Regions from separate parts of the Bactrocera dorsalis genome. Here region 2 is linked to region 1. The links are chromatin contacts, called in public Hi-C maps. All regions are on one chromosome and are shown on one strand. The core of a region is the stretch at or near the end of the contact, and the rest is flanking DNA. Distances in the headings are between cores, read along the strand shown.

Evidence for each region. A called contact is a pair of places that touch in the nucleus more often than the background predicts.
Region 2: a Hi-C map of whole body shows a contact between it and region 1, with 2.6 times the contacts expected there. The contact joins the enhancer-like site here to the promoter of LOC105231772 in region 1.

Annotation. Positions count from the first base shown.
Region 1 is chr2:34,333,820-34,341,220 of ASM2337382v1, forward strand. LOC105231772 (headcase protein) reads left to right here and starts at 2,876. Exons shown (of 6, transcript XM_011213228.4): 1 at 2,876-6,094. The coding sequence starts at 4,212.
Region 2 is chr2:34,399,529-34,406,929 of ASM2337382v1, forward strand. The region is part of intron 1 of LOC105231772 (headcase protein); the gene reads left to right. Among protein-coding and RNA genes, the nearest start is that of LOC105231772, 67 kb to the left of the region's middle. Within about 2 kb of position 3,198, the one cell type or tissue checked has open chromatin away from gene starts, as enhancers often do.

The sequences.
Region 1 (7,401 bases), core at 1,626-4,125:
CCCGAATAATTTTCTCCAGCAGCAGATTGAAGAAATCGCACGATAGGGAGTCGCCTTGTCTGAAACCTCGTTTGGTATCGAACGGCTCGGAGAGGTCCTTCCTCGACTACGTAAACGACGTAAAACAATACGCCGACCAGACTTACGACGCAACAAACTTCAGACATGCACTGCACTGACCGGCATTCAAAGTGGAGGCAATCGCAACTTCACCCACTCCCTCATAGTGAATGGCGTACTTGGAGTGAAACCACCACCCATTGCAGATGGAGAGCTCGGGTTGCCGCGAGAATCGAATGTGCAGCTTCGTTCTGGATACTGTACCAGGTTAAACATATCAAATATATCTCCAGCGTGCAAAGAGTCTCGGCATGACACTAACTCCACTTTGAATGCCCTGCTAATACTACACATCTAACACCTCCATCCCTATGGTCCAACCCCGTCGAAACAGCACTTTTCCTGGGTCTGCCGTTGGATGACCTCGATGACAACTTATCTAATCCTTACCATCCTAATGAACACTAAGTATCCGTTACAACAACAACAACAACAACAACGAGTTGGTGATTCGGATCAGTGTTTGGAGATGTTCAAGCGTAATAAACCCGAACTCCATCATTTCCCTCCGATGTCCAATTGAAAGTAATCCGAGTAGACTGCACAGGTCGGCTGGCAGAGTTGCGGCCATCTATATTTTGGATACGCATGAAATAATTTTTTGAAAAGATTTTGAAAATTTTTTCACTTGAAAAACAGAAGAGCCGTCAACAGCGACTATTACGAGGCGGTATTGAACCATTAGAAGGACGAAATCGCTGAAAAATGGCCGCATTTGAAGAAAAAGAACGTGTTGTTTCACCACGTCAATGCACCGTGTCACAGGTCAAAAATCTATGAACTGGCCTTTGAATTGCTTCTCCGTCACCGTGTTCTCCAAAGAAGGCCGCCAGCGACCATTTTCTGTTCTCAGATCTCAAAAGATCTCGCTGGGAAAAGTTTTCGTCAAATGAACAAGTGACGCCAAAACTGAGGTCTGTTTTAAAGCAAAGAACAAATCGTAATACAAAAATGGCATCGAAAAATTGGAGGGTCTCTGTAATAAATGTATTACCCTTGAACGTCGAAGGGAACGAATTTTGACAAACAATAATTTTTTACTATGATAAGGCGGGGACTTTTCAATTGATCTGTTATATAAAATATACAGAATAATAGAGAGAAAACCGAGATCTGGAGAAGAAGAGAGAAAAAATCTGCAAAACATTGTTACAGAGCACTAAGCCAACCTGAGAACTCTAGGAACTATCCCCGATCTCTCCCTGTGTACAATATAACAGAGAAAATTCAAAATTTATTGGCATGTTATGCTTTTGCTGTGATTTGAAGAGGGATCCGTTTTAGTTATTAGATTTTAGTTCAATACTCTAAAATAAAACATCTCAACATTTAGTGCAATGCCATTTATAGCTTCTACTTTCGAATACCCTCGGTATTTTCCAATGTGTCCTTGACTAGTATCTAAAACCATATTTACTTCATGAAGCAATTGTAACTAGCCGACTCTGGTGGTCAGCTTAGAACCTGAATATTATTTTGACTGAATCAATCTTTGACCTGCTTCGATATGTTTCCGGTCATTATTTTACTCAAACATACATATTTTTAACCCGAGCAGGTTTTGAAAATTCTAACATGGTGGAAAATAGTCATTGAATCCTTGAATTAATGAAAGTTCTGTCTCTATTCTGTAACAAGCCGTGCTTAATCATTAGATTACTGTATTCTATTAAAAAATGGTATAATTGTGTACATATGTATGTATGTATGTATATATGTACTTACATATGTACATATCCATATAAAGCAATATAATGGGATACCTATTAGAAATTCTATTCAGCAAATCAAAATTAGCTCTAATTATAATGCAATAAATAACTGTTTGCATACATACATACATATGTATGTACATACACACATTCTTATGTATGCAATTCGCTTTTCATATCACAACTCAGCAATTTCGGCCAGTCAGCGCTGCAGCAAACAAAAGCGAAAAATGCAGTCGTCGCACAAGCACTGCGCTGCAATGCACATCTTTATGCACATTCACATTTATGTTTACTAGCTAATACATATTTATCTATATCTGCACTTATGTAAACATGTATGTACATATGCATAAGCATAAACATAGCCATCACAATCTGCATGCAGCGAGTACCATAGCGAAAATTCTGATTGGAATCATGTGCTTCATGCCGCTGGAATAGCGCACGAACGTACATTTTTATTCTCTGCAATTCCATGCGCTTCTTAGCAGCGCAGCTGGCAGCGAACCGGCAAGTTATAAAAAAGAGGGGTTGTTTTTGTTGTACAATTTTTGCCGGCTATGTTTTTTGCAATATTTTGTAAACGAAAAAAGCAACACAATAGCGTTATCTCGTTTTCACCGCACTCAAAATAGTATGACGAACATGTTGGAAGCCAACCGAACTTGTTTGGTGCTATGGCTCGAAGCTTTGCGCCGCAGTAACAGAAAATATTAACAGCGACTGCGCAGTAAGCAGTTGCGCAGTATTGTTGTTGCTCTCCCATAGATAATTTCCCTGCATATTGGTTTTTTCAACGCTGCTGCTTGTCTTTATCTCTGCATTTGGCACACCGAAAACAATCAACGTGTTTAAACACGTTCTGTTGTTAATGACGTTCACTGTTACGTCGCCGTTAGTTGGGGCAGAGACTGTTAAAATAATTTCCTGTTGTATGATTTTGAGCGAACTTGTTGCTGGGGCGAACATCGAACTTGGTCGTTTTTTATTTTGAAATTTTTCTGTTCGAACGGAGCTCACGCCGACAAAGTTGCCAACAAATGGAAATAGTTTAAATTTCGCTTTCTGCTGAACAAGTTGTGTTACGGATCATAGCGGAGTGCGTTGTTCATAGTGTGTCAGCAGTGAAGTAGCTGAAAAAATAAGTAAAAACTACAAAGTATTAGAAAAATAAACAGTAAGCATAGTAAACGGAAAAATCGCGAGTTCTGCCAATTATAGCAGAACTAATGAAAACTTTTTGTGTAATTGACGAATACGTATTACTAGTTTTTGGCGAAATGTATTAAGTTGCTTAACTCGAATTTCGAATAATATTATATACTGCCTGAAACGCAAAGAACAAACGAAATAAGTTCGCCGTGTTGCGGTTCTGATTTGACATTTTTGCACTTTGCAATTAACAACTAAATTAGAAAATAGTTAAATCTTTTTGATCATTCACTTTTTAGTAGCCGCGAAACCACAATCGACAACCATTATAGTGATTCCCAGCGCGAGCAACGAAAGTGAATAAGAGGAAGTGTCAAAAGATGCAAATTAGTTTTTTTGTTTGCCGAATTTACAATCGACTCGTCAATTCTTATTGGAATAATGCTTTCTAGTAGCAGACGTTCGTGAAAAAAATTTATGCGAAGATAAAAGGCTTAAATAATTGAAACCAAACTCAGGAATCCACTTGGATATAAATAAAACTATTAACGGAATACTTATGAACTAATGGAAATGTATACAAACATATGTATATAACCAATTTAAAAAATCCTTTCGACGTTTAATAATGAAAATGCGATATTTTATTATCGTATACAGTTAAAACTAAAGAATGAATTTCTAATATAAATATAATGTTTTGATATAAAAATAAAACCGATAACAGGAATAATATATAACTTTTGATACAAAAAAAAAAACAAGTTTTATTAGCAAAAGTGTGCATTGCAAGGGAAATGTATTTTCCCCTTGTGGAAGAGTCGAAATTTTCGGTATAAAAATATAACAAAATTACAAAACGCCATAATATTTGCATATTTCAAATATAACTGGTAATTTTGTAAATAGTATTTGAAATAAACGTACACAATAAAATTTCAAGAAAATAATATCTAACCATTCAAAAGCATTAACCCTTTAATGGATTTATGACAAAAAAATTAAGAGAAAAAGAGAAATATTCGCTTTAAAAGTTCAGCACACAATAAAAATAACAAATAAGAACAAAATAGCGGTGACAAAAAAAATTTTAAATCATGTCTCCCTTTAAAAAAATCCAAATTGAATTTCAACTGTGAAAACAAACCAATACCTACTAATAAAAGTAAATTTTTGTAAAATAAACTACAAACATTGAGCATCGGCATCCTATCCAACTACTAAATGCTACTTATGGCGCCACGTCGTGACAGCAATAGCGCCAACAGCAGCACCAATCTTTTAGTTCAACATCAATTGCCACAATCTCAACAGCAGCAACAACCGCAACAAAGTCAGCAACATATTCAAGCATTTTTGTACTCCACATCCTTATACAACGGGGCCAATCTACTTGATTCCAATAACGGTTCTACCTTGATCACTAACAACAGCAACAGCGATAATCATAACACCAACAATAATTTGAATAATAGCAACGGCAACAACATCAACATGTCACCCATGCAAACGGGTAATTTGACACATGCAACGCTGAATGGTACCACTGGTGCTGTTGGTCCGTCCTCCGGCACTCAGAATGGCCACCACCCACACCATGTTGTCAGCAATATAAGCAATAATAATAATATCAGTAATAATGTGAATGGCAATGTAAACGGTAATATTCATGATCAATACACTCGCTGTTGCTATCCAAATGGTGATTGTTTAAAAGTGGACGGTTCCTGTCTTATTGCTTTGGACGATCTAAGTGACACTGTACGTGTGCTTTGCAATAATGAGAACTGTAACATGGGACAGTATATGCATCGCGAATGCTTTGATTCTTGGGAGCAATCTGTGTTGGTGACCCTCAAGACTATGGGACGAGCACGTTCATGGTCAGATCGTCAACGCTCACAAAACTTGTGGACAAAGAAGGGTTATGATTTGGTATATAAGGCGTGTGTATGCAAATGTGGACATGGTCATATACGCAAAGACCTCGAGTGGTCATCGCCGGTTCAAAAATCAAGTGCAACGCTAAATGGCGGACAGTTTGGTAATGTAAATGGTAACACTACGGCTATTAATGGTGGAGTTGGCCAACAGCGTGTGCTCTTGGTCAATGGTGGTAATGTCAACAATATTGGTAGCAATGCCGCAGAGGATGATGATAAAAAGAAGAAGAAGAAACGCAATCGTAACAACGGATCAAAATCAGCATTGGCAACGGTAAATTCAAATGGGCTCGTTTCAAATGGGCAGCAACAGCAAGTGCAATTGTCACCAGCAACAGCACAAGCCCAACATTCGTTGCAACAACAACAACAAGCAACGCAAGTTTCTAATCAGCAGCCGCAGCAAGCACAATCGACAATTTCTATGCTTAACGGACAACAGAATGGAAACGGAAATATTAGTAATGGAATCAGCGCCATATGCACCACCAATAATGTCACCAAAACCAATAATAACCCAACTACTGCTAATAATGCCATGAATACAATAATTTGCAACAACAACAATAATAATCAAATCAATGCTTTGAATAACTCGAGTGTTGGCGTTATCGGCTCAGGTTTGCATAACAATAACAGTGTCAACCTACAGCAACAACAACAATCGCAGCAGCAACAACAAGCTGTCACCTCTTTGAATAATATTCTGGGTCTAGATTTGCGTGCTCGCGCTGACAGTTTGTCATCCAGTGGTGGTGGCAGTGGCTCGACATCGCCCTCAGCCTCCCACTCAAGCGCCGATATTTCCATTTCGCCCATACACCTTCATCAACAACATCAACAGCAGGCGCAGCAGCAGCAGTTGCAACAACATCAACAAAATAATTTGCAATTGCAACCATATCAGCAAAGTTTGTTGCAACAAAATAATCTCACAAAAAGTATTTTGAATGGTGCATTAAACGGTTGCGTGGACACAATGCAACGCAACACTACTGCACTGTTGGCTGCCACACAGCCGCAACAGCCTGCGGCCACAACAATTGTAGGTGGCATTGGCGCCGTAAATGGATTAAATGGTTTAAAACAATTGAGTGTTTTCGATCCGCATTTGGTGCAACAGCAAAAGAACAAGGAGGTCGAACTTTATTCGGAGCGTGTGCGGTAAGTTTAAATATGCATAAATTCATAAAATAAAATTTGTCTATGGAAATATTTGTGTGGTACGCCGCGAATAATTAAATGTAGCTATAGGTGTTATACAAATGTGATGCAATCAAAATTTGTTAATAATTTAAACAAGTTTAATAAATTTTTATGTCGGAAACGGAATAAATTTGCATACATTAATACTTGATTCTCTACTTCTGCTCACTTGTCTGGGAGAATCGCAAGCAACTTTTTTTTTGTCATTTTGTTCGTGTTGCTGACACAATTTAATTGCTATTAACAGCTGAACATAATATAAACACCGTAAGTATTGCTTTAATAAAGCAATATTTTGCAAATTATTTATTTCTTTTTAATTTGGGTGATAAAGAAATAATTATTTTTTTAATTCCGGTGACAACGACACATTTTTTATTAAAAATATGTCAACGGTGAACGCTCTGACTTAGCTACACCACGCTTGTGAAAATTGCAATCATGAAAGCTGTAGACATTTTTTTTTTTTTAATTTGATTGTTATTTTCAATTGAAAATTCCTAGCTAAAAAACTCCTTAACGTCGACCTTCTGATTGTCATCGCTTTAGATAATTTTTTTTTTTTATCGAAATGCGCATTCCAGCTGTGAGTGATCGTTTGTGCTGTCGTATTTTGCTCCAGCTGTGAAAAATCTTTTATATATCCACCCTCTCCAATCATCTTATTCCATATGTACATATGTATGTATATTTTTTTTATAAAAAACAGCAATTTCATTTGCTTACAATTATTGTTGGTTTGCTTTTGCTGATATTTTTTCACAGTTGTCCTATTTCATTTCCTTCGAAAAACTTTTAGCCAAAAATAATTTGTCAGTTATATTAAACAAAAATAGCAACAATCACAGCCGCGTTACTGCTCGGAGAATTAATTATAATTTTTTGTTTTGCTTTTGTTGGTTTCTGTTTTAATTCATGCTTCGACGCGTCCGGTTTTGTGAATTTTCGTTTTTCCTTTTTTACTTTTTTCCTTGGAATCAAAAGTAGTTTAGTGGTTCTTTTACAATTTTTACGCAAAACAATTCTGCAAGCAAGCAATAAGCCTACATTTGCAAAACAACAATAAAAGCAACAATAAATAAATTTTTTCTATACTGTAATTCTTTATTGTCTTTTGTTCTTCACTCTCAAACGTTTTTTTTTATGTTTTATTTTACACTATATTCGCCTATGAATTAGTTTGTACCTCTATTTTCAAGGCCATTTCTTATTGTTGTGCTTACAATTTCGTGTTTTCTCTGCACCATTTTCGTACAATTTTGCGG
Region 2 (7,401 bases), core at 1,948-4,447, 66 kb after region 1:
TCTTAAATGATGAGATCTACAATACAAAAACGATCCCAATTTATATCCAATAGATGCTGTAAATATTTCATAAATATTTTATGCTATTACAACAACAACTACTTACAAGAAAGTATAAAAAAATCAGAGGAAAAAATATAGAACGAAGCATCAAAGGAATTTTACATCACAGCGAATCATCAATAATACGTGTAGAAGACCAAGCGTTCGCTCCCGAATAGCTAATTTTCGTTAGCAGAATTGTCGATACTATACTTTCTGAAAAATTCTGTATTAATTCTTAGTTATATTATTTATCGCACTGAGTTGGATTTATTTAGTTTATTCAAAAATAAATATTCTAATCAAAACAACGTCGCAAATGTTCGGAAATAATCGAATTCTGAGAGAAATCTTAAAAAAATATATTTTTTTCTCTACTTTGTTTCGTTCTTGACACGACACAATCGCATTCGTGTCTGGAAAAAACGGTTTACATACTTATACCAGTAGCTTGTATGCTCTACAATGACAGCAACAAGGTTATTGGCGAAACGATAGCGCCTTTCTGCCTTCGCTTTCTCATATCGCTCATCTCAACAGCTTTGATTCGAGTTAATTGCATCACTGCGCAGCGTTTTCCGTAAGCATTTGCAGTTAGCGCGCAGATTAATAACCAAATTACACATTTGTCTATAGATACAACACTACACTGTTGCTGTTGCTGATTTTTAGCGCTGAGTTGCACGTGTGGCAGCGGTTAATGCGAACACAGACAGCAACAAATTAACATAAAAAATGCATTATGGGAACTCTGTGGCATTTGATTAACAAGCCGAGCTGTGGTTTCGTCGCCGCTAAAACAACCGTTGTAATGCTTAGCCATCCACATGCCCACGTACTTTGTTGCTTCAGTGCATGTGTGTGCGTGTGCAGTGCACATGTATTGTGTGTGCATAGACAAGTGCAACGATTATTGAACTTTAGAAACATGTTAGCGGTATTTTAGGTTTGTTGTGGCGTTGGAAGCGCCGAGCAGCATTAATTACATTTGCAATTACAATTACAAATTACGCTAATGACTCATACGACTGTCCAGTTGAGTTAGTCAGCGACGAAAGTGAACGTGATTTTCACACAAATGGAAAAATGAAATTCTGAATATTTTAGCGTTTTTGTAATGCATTTTAGTATTTGTAAATATTTTATTAGCGACCATTACTAATTGATTTTTTACTTATATTTTCTTCTCTCTCTCTCTCTCTTTGCAGGTAAGTTCACTAGTACTGCCTGCTAATTTTCATATAAATATAAATATTTCAGTGGGTAAGTGTGAAATTCCCAAAAAGCATTCAATTTTGAAGTTATTTACTGCTGCAACAACAACAACTTACAGCTTAACAAGCTGACTTTGGCTGTTAATTGTTTTAAGCGCAAAATATTTAATTGTAAATACATATGAAATTTTAACACAGCAAAGACCACCGCTCATGTCGTCTGCATGTCTGTATTGATTTGAGTCAAACAGAAAATTTTTCGGTAAAGAAAAAAAAATAAACTTCAGTTGTCTTGAAATTAAAATACCACTCACAAATAAAAAAGCTGCCATACAATTTGATATTGATCGACCAGTTTGTATGGCAGCTATATGCTATAGTGTTTCGATTTGAACGAATTTTTCTAATATTATACCTTTGACTCGGATCACAATCCATGCCAAATTTCGTCATGATATCTCATCAAATTAAAAAGTTTTTCATACAAACGTTTGAGAACGATCGGTCAGTTTGTATAGTTGCCATATGCCATGCTATAGTTGTTCGATCTGAACAATTTCTTCGGAGGTTGTATTATTACTTTAGGCAATGACTCTTACCAAATTTTGTGGAGATATCTTGTCAATCGAAGAAGTTTTCCTTACTAGAACTAGATTTTTAAGGTTCAGTTTGTATGTCAGCTATATGCTAAAGTTGTCCGATCTGAACAAATTCTTTCGATATTGTACCGTTCCCTCGGACAACAATCCATGCTAAATTTCGTGAAGATATCTCATCAAATTAAAAAGTTTTTCATACAAGCGCTTGATTCGATCGTTCAGTTTGTAGGAAAGCCTTTTGCTATACTTGTTCGATATCGGTAATTTCGACAAATGTGTAACCTCTTGGAGAGAAAAAGACGTGACAGATGGACATACCTAAAACCACTTAACTCGTTACATATACATATAAACACTTTATAAGGTTTTCGACGTTTCCTCCTGGGTTTTACAAACTTCATAGTCAATTTACTATACGCTGTTGAGGGTATAAAAAATAAATCGATGAATTTTTCATTTCTGCCATTTATTTAGCTGTAAATATGTACAACAAACAAACAGCTGGCAGTTTGACTGAAGCAATATGGCAGCATTGACGAAAAAACAATATATCGCTTATATCATACATATACACACACATATACATAGCTGCATATGAAACACTTGTTAATTCGCATACAATCAATATTTATGAAGTTTATTAAAAATTTCACAGATTTTCTGCTTATTTTTCGTTTGTTTTAACGAGTTCTCAATGTCAAAGAGTCAGTAGCAGAATGAAGGCGAGTTAATGAATGTATGAAGCACAACGCACACATGCGCAAAAATACAAGCAACTTAAAAAAAAAAATATTAAATAAAAGTTTGCGTATTTGCATGCCACACATTGACACAAATTATACAAAAAGAGAACCTTGTGTGCGAGTCGCCACATATTTTTGTTGCATTTTTTCCACACACACATGTAAATATTTACACAGAAGAGTCCTTAAAAAACTGACATACACAGTTTGTTGAAAACAAATAAAAAGTGCTTAAATAAAAGTTATTTATATTCAACAAATAGCGCGCCAGACGTTGAAAAAATAATTGCAAGGATATTCAAAGCCACCACACACACACACACATACATGCTATAAACACAGACATATACATACATATGTATGTATGTGTCTGTGACGTGCAGTTAACAGCATTCTCGCAGATTATAAAAAGACAGCAGTGACTTTGATTTGTTCGCAATTAAAAGGAGACTGTAAATACGCTTAATTGCCAGCGGGCAACAATTGCTCATAGCCACACATACTGCTACATATCTACACACACATACTTATGTACATGCCAGTAGTTCGTGTGTGGCCATGCTAAGCTCCAGACTAGCACTTTGTATGTACTTTGTGTCTGGCATTATGGAGGCGCACATGCGGGAATGCAATTGCCACGGGATCAACTGGGGTTAAGCGCAAATAAGTGAGGTGCTTGAAAAGCGCAAATGGAGCAGGCGAAAAAGAGCGCAATAAAAATTGCTCTATAGAAAACGAAAGTATGGGTATGTGGTCAGTCAAGCGGCAAAGGCCGGCAATAGACGGTCGGCAACATATGGTCAAGAAGCAAAATGTAATTGCCAGCGAGAAAGAGAGAGAAATGGTAAAAACACACTTACATACAAACGCATGTCTGGCGGGTAATAGCGAAATCATGCTCAGTAGTGGCTCTATTTTAAATTGAACATTGTAAGCTGCGGTAATTAAAGTATTTAAACAATATGGATTGCAGTTTGAATTGGAGAAAATATGCGTTTTTACAGTAGTAACCACTTAATTGACTCGTCATTAAATTAATTAGCTGCTTTTTGGAATCAGCTCATCCATTGAAAATATTTTGAATGTGAAATGTTCGCACAAAATTCGTCACAATTTTTTTTTAGGAAATTTTTAAATAATTAATAATTTTAATTATGCAAAAACTCTTCTAAAATTATTAAAATAGTACTAAAATGTTATGGAGTAAGTAAAACGTTTTGCAGATGTGGAGCCAGTCATCCGTTTAATTATTTTGCGCAAATTTCAATCCAGAAATTTTTTTTATCAAAATACTTTAAAACTATTTACAACGGTTAATTGTGCAACAATTATCGTCAGAAAAATTAAAATTATGTGAATTTATTTTTCTGGAGCTGTTTAAGTGATCCGGTTTACTATAATTTTATATACTATTATAATTTTATTACTCATTTTAGAGAAAATCTCATACTTAAAATTTGTTATAATCAGATTTAGAAGATTTTATCTCGTTTAATCGCGCAAAATTTAACGAAGACACTTTAAAATTGAAAAAACAAGTCTAACTTCGGCTGCATCGCAGCTATAATACCCTTCACGAGTATATTTCTTATAGCTTAAAAGGGTATAAAAAGGTTTAAATCGGTAAATTTGTATGGCAGCTATATGCTATAGTAGTCCGATCGGGATAATTTCTTCGGAGGTTATACCGTTGCTTTAAGCAATTATTTATACCAAATTTCGTAATGATATCTCGTCAAATAAAAAAGTTTTCCATACAAGCATTTTACTCCGAACGTCCAATTTGTATGGCAGCTATATGCTATAGTAGTCCGATGTAGAAAATGTCTTCATATATTGTAGCATTGTATTGGATAATATTCTATGCGAAATTTCGTAATGATATCTCGTCAGATGAAAAACTTTTCCATACAAGCATTTTACTCCGAACGTTCAATTTGTGTGACAGCTCAAATCACTATAGTATATAGCGGTCCGATATCGGCGATTCCAACAAAATGAACAGCTTTTTGGGTAGAGAATAATGTGTGCAAAATTTCAAGACGATATCTCAAAAATTAAGATACTAGTTCGCGTATATACAAAAAGACAGACTAAAACGACTTTATAAGATATCCAACGTTTCTCACTGTCTTTTATAAAATTCGTGGCACCCAAGTCAGGGTATGAAAAGTCGACAAAAATGTCGTGATTACAGCATGTTCCATTAATCTCGTTTACACTAATTGTACCAGCTACTGCATTCATTTAATTGACTCAGCCCCTAATTGAGCCACAAATTTACTCAATTTTGCAGTGAATACTGTATGCAATATAAATATATTCTAGTATTCTCAATGTGGATCGGTTTTCGCCGAAAAAATGTTTTGTTAATTTTTGGTCTTTCGCTCTTTCATATTCCCCACATGCGCCGCCACTAATACCCCTAATTAATTTAAAACAAATAAACGCGGCGCTGACACGAAAATTTATTGACGATTAGTTATTTAATGTGCTTGGTCTTGCAAGTCAAACGAAATGTTGGGTGGGTACGTGTTTACGAATTTGCATAATTTTAGTTCGCCGTCAGTCACAGTTGTTGCCTCGATTTGTATTTATTTGCTTGTTTTTTTTTTATTTATTTTTCATTTTAATTTTTTTCACACAAGCACGTAATCGCAGCTGCAGTGAGCTGAATTATATTTTGAGTATTTCAGTTTTTTTTTTTTAATTTTAAATACAATTTTTTTTTTGTATTTTTTTATTTAATCTTTTTATTGTATTTTTAGCTGTTTCTTTGAATTTTTTTTATTTTATTTTTATCTTTTGTTTATTTAGTTATTTTTGGTAGCAAATTTTGTGACATTATGAATGGTGATGGATCGACAACGGTGACGACGTGACATTGGCTTTTATACCGACGGACACATAGCTATTTACATATCTATATATGCTATTTACATATACATATGTATATATCTTTAAATCGCTCATTTATGTGTTAATGCCTTTTTCGGCACGAATTGTCAAATGATGAGTGAAACAACAAGAGGAAATAGCAACAACTAGCACAGTACGGCAATGTCTCACATATGTATGTACATATATACAATGCTTGGAAAATAATTTGCTTGCTGCAGCACAACTATTAGGAAGCCATTGAAAGCTGTGCTAGTTGAGAGCATAGAAAATATTAGTTTCATAATTTTTTTTTCCATTGCTCGACTGCTAATTTTTAATAATTTGACATGCATTGTTTATATTTGCTTTGTTTTCCGCTGTATTTGTTGTGCTGAGTTCGCTGTCGTGATGTGTTATATATGACTTCCTTTTATAAATCAATTACACAAAAGCCAAAAATATACAAAAAATAAAATATAATGTACAACAACAAATTTGCACTAAACAAGCGGTGGTCTGCACTGGTTTGAATTCGCTTTTAAAGCCAATCAGGTAATAAAAAAATAAATAAGAAATAAAAGAAAAATATTGAACTAAATTAAAAAAAAATTAACAAAAAATTTAACTAAAAAAATTAAAAAATATTTTGCAAAAATTAAAAAAAATAATTACAATTATTTAACAAAGAAAATAAAATTATTTAAAATAAAAAATAAATAATAAAATTAATTAATTTTTTTCAATTCAATGCCATTTTTTTATTATTAAAAAAAATCGAAAACTAGTTTACAAAAATTAAAAAAAATAATAATTACAATTGTTTAAAAATTTTAAACATTAAAAATTTAAATTAATTTAAAAAATTACAGTTAATTAAGAAAATTTAAAATTAATCAAGAAGAACTGGTAAATTTTTTTAATAAATAAAAAAACAAAATATTTTACAAAAAAAAAAACAAAAATTAGTTAATTAATTTTAAAAAATAAAATCAAAAGTTTAGTTTTCTACATTTAAAAAAATAAAATTTATTTAAAAGTTAAAAATTTAAATTAATTCAAAAAAATTACAAGTTAATTTAGAAAAATTAAAATCAATCAAGAAGAACTGGTCAATTTTTTAAAATTGATTGATTTTTTAAATTAACTTGTAATTTTTTTATATAAACTAATTTTTTTTATTTTTTACAATATTTTGTTTTTTTACTTATTAAAAAAATTTACCAGTTCTTCTTGATTGATTTTAATTTTTAATTTTAAATTTAAATTAATTTAAAAAAATTAGAATTAATTCTTGGTTGTTTAATTTCATGCTATTCTTTAATTCAATGCCATTTTTTATTATGTAGAAAATTTAATTTATTAATTAATAAAAATTAAAATTAATCAAGAATTAAAACTGATTATTTTTTTAATTCAATACCACTTTTATTAAAAAAAAATAATAATAATTTACAAAAATAAAAAAATGGTAACTAAAATTAATGGATTAAAAAAATTAAAATTAATTCCAAAAACTTTAAATTATTTAAAAAATTAAAAATAATTAAAAAAAAATTAATTTAAAAAATTAAAATTAATTATTATTTTTTACTTACATGCTTTGTTTTTATTATTTTAAATGCCTTATTTTTATTATGTAAAAAAATTTGAATTAAAAAAAAAATAAAACTTAAAATATAAAAAATTCTAATACAAAAATTTTTAAACAAAAAATCAAAAACTTAAAAATACACCGCAACTCGTAAGCATCATTAGCTTACATACGAAAAATGACAACAATAGATTTTGTATCTAAAAAGAATTTGAATAAAACGTGCAAAATTCAACGGCATTCGAACAAACTAGCTCGTTAACTGGCCGACATGAGCGGCAAGAAGCTTCCAAAACAGAATAATAATGAAATAAACTAAAAGCTAAACGCAC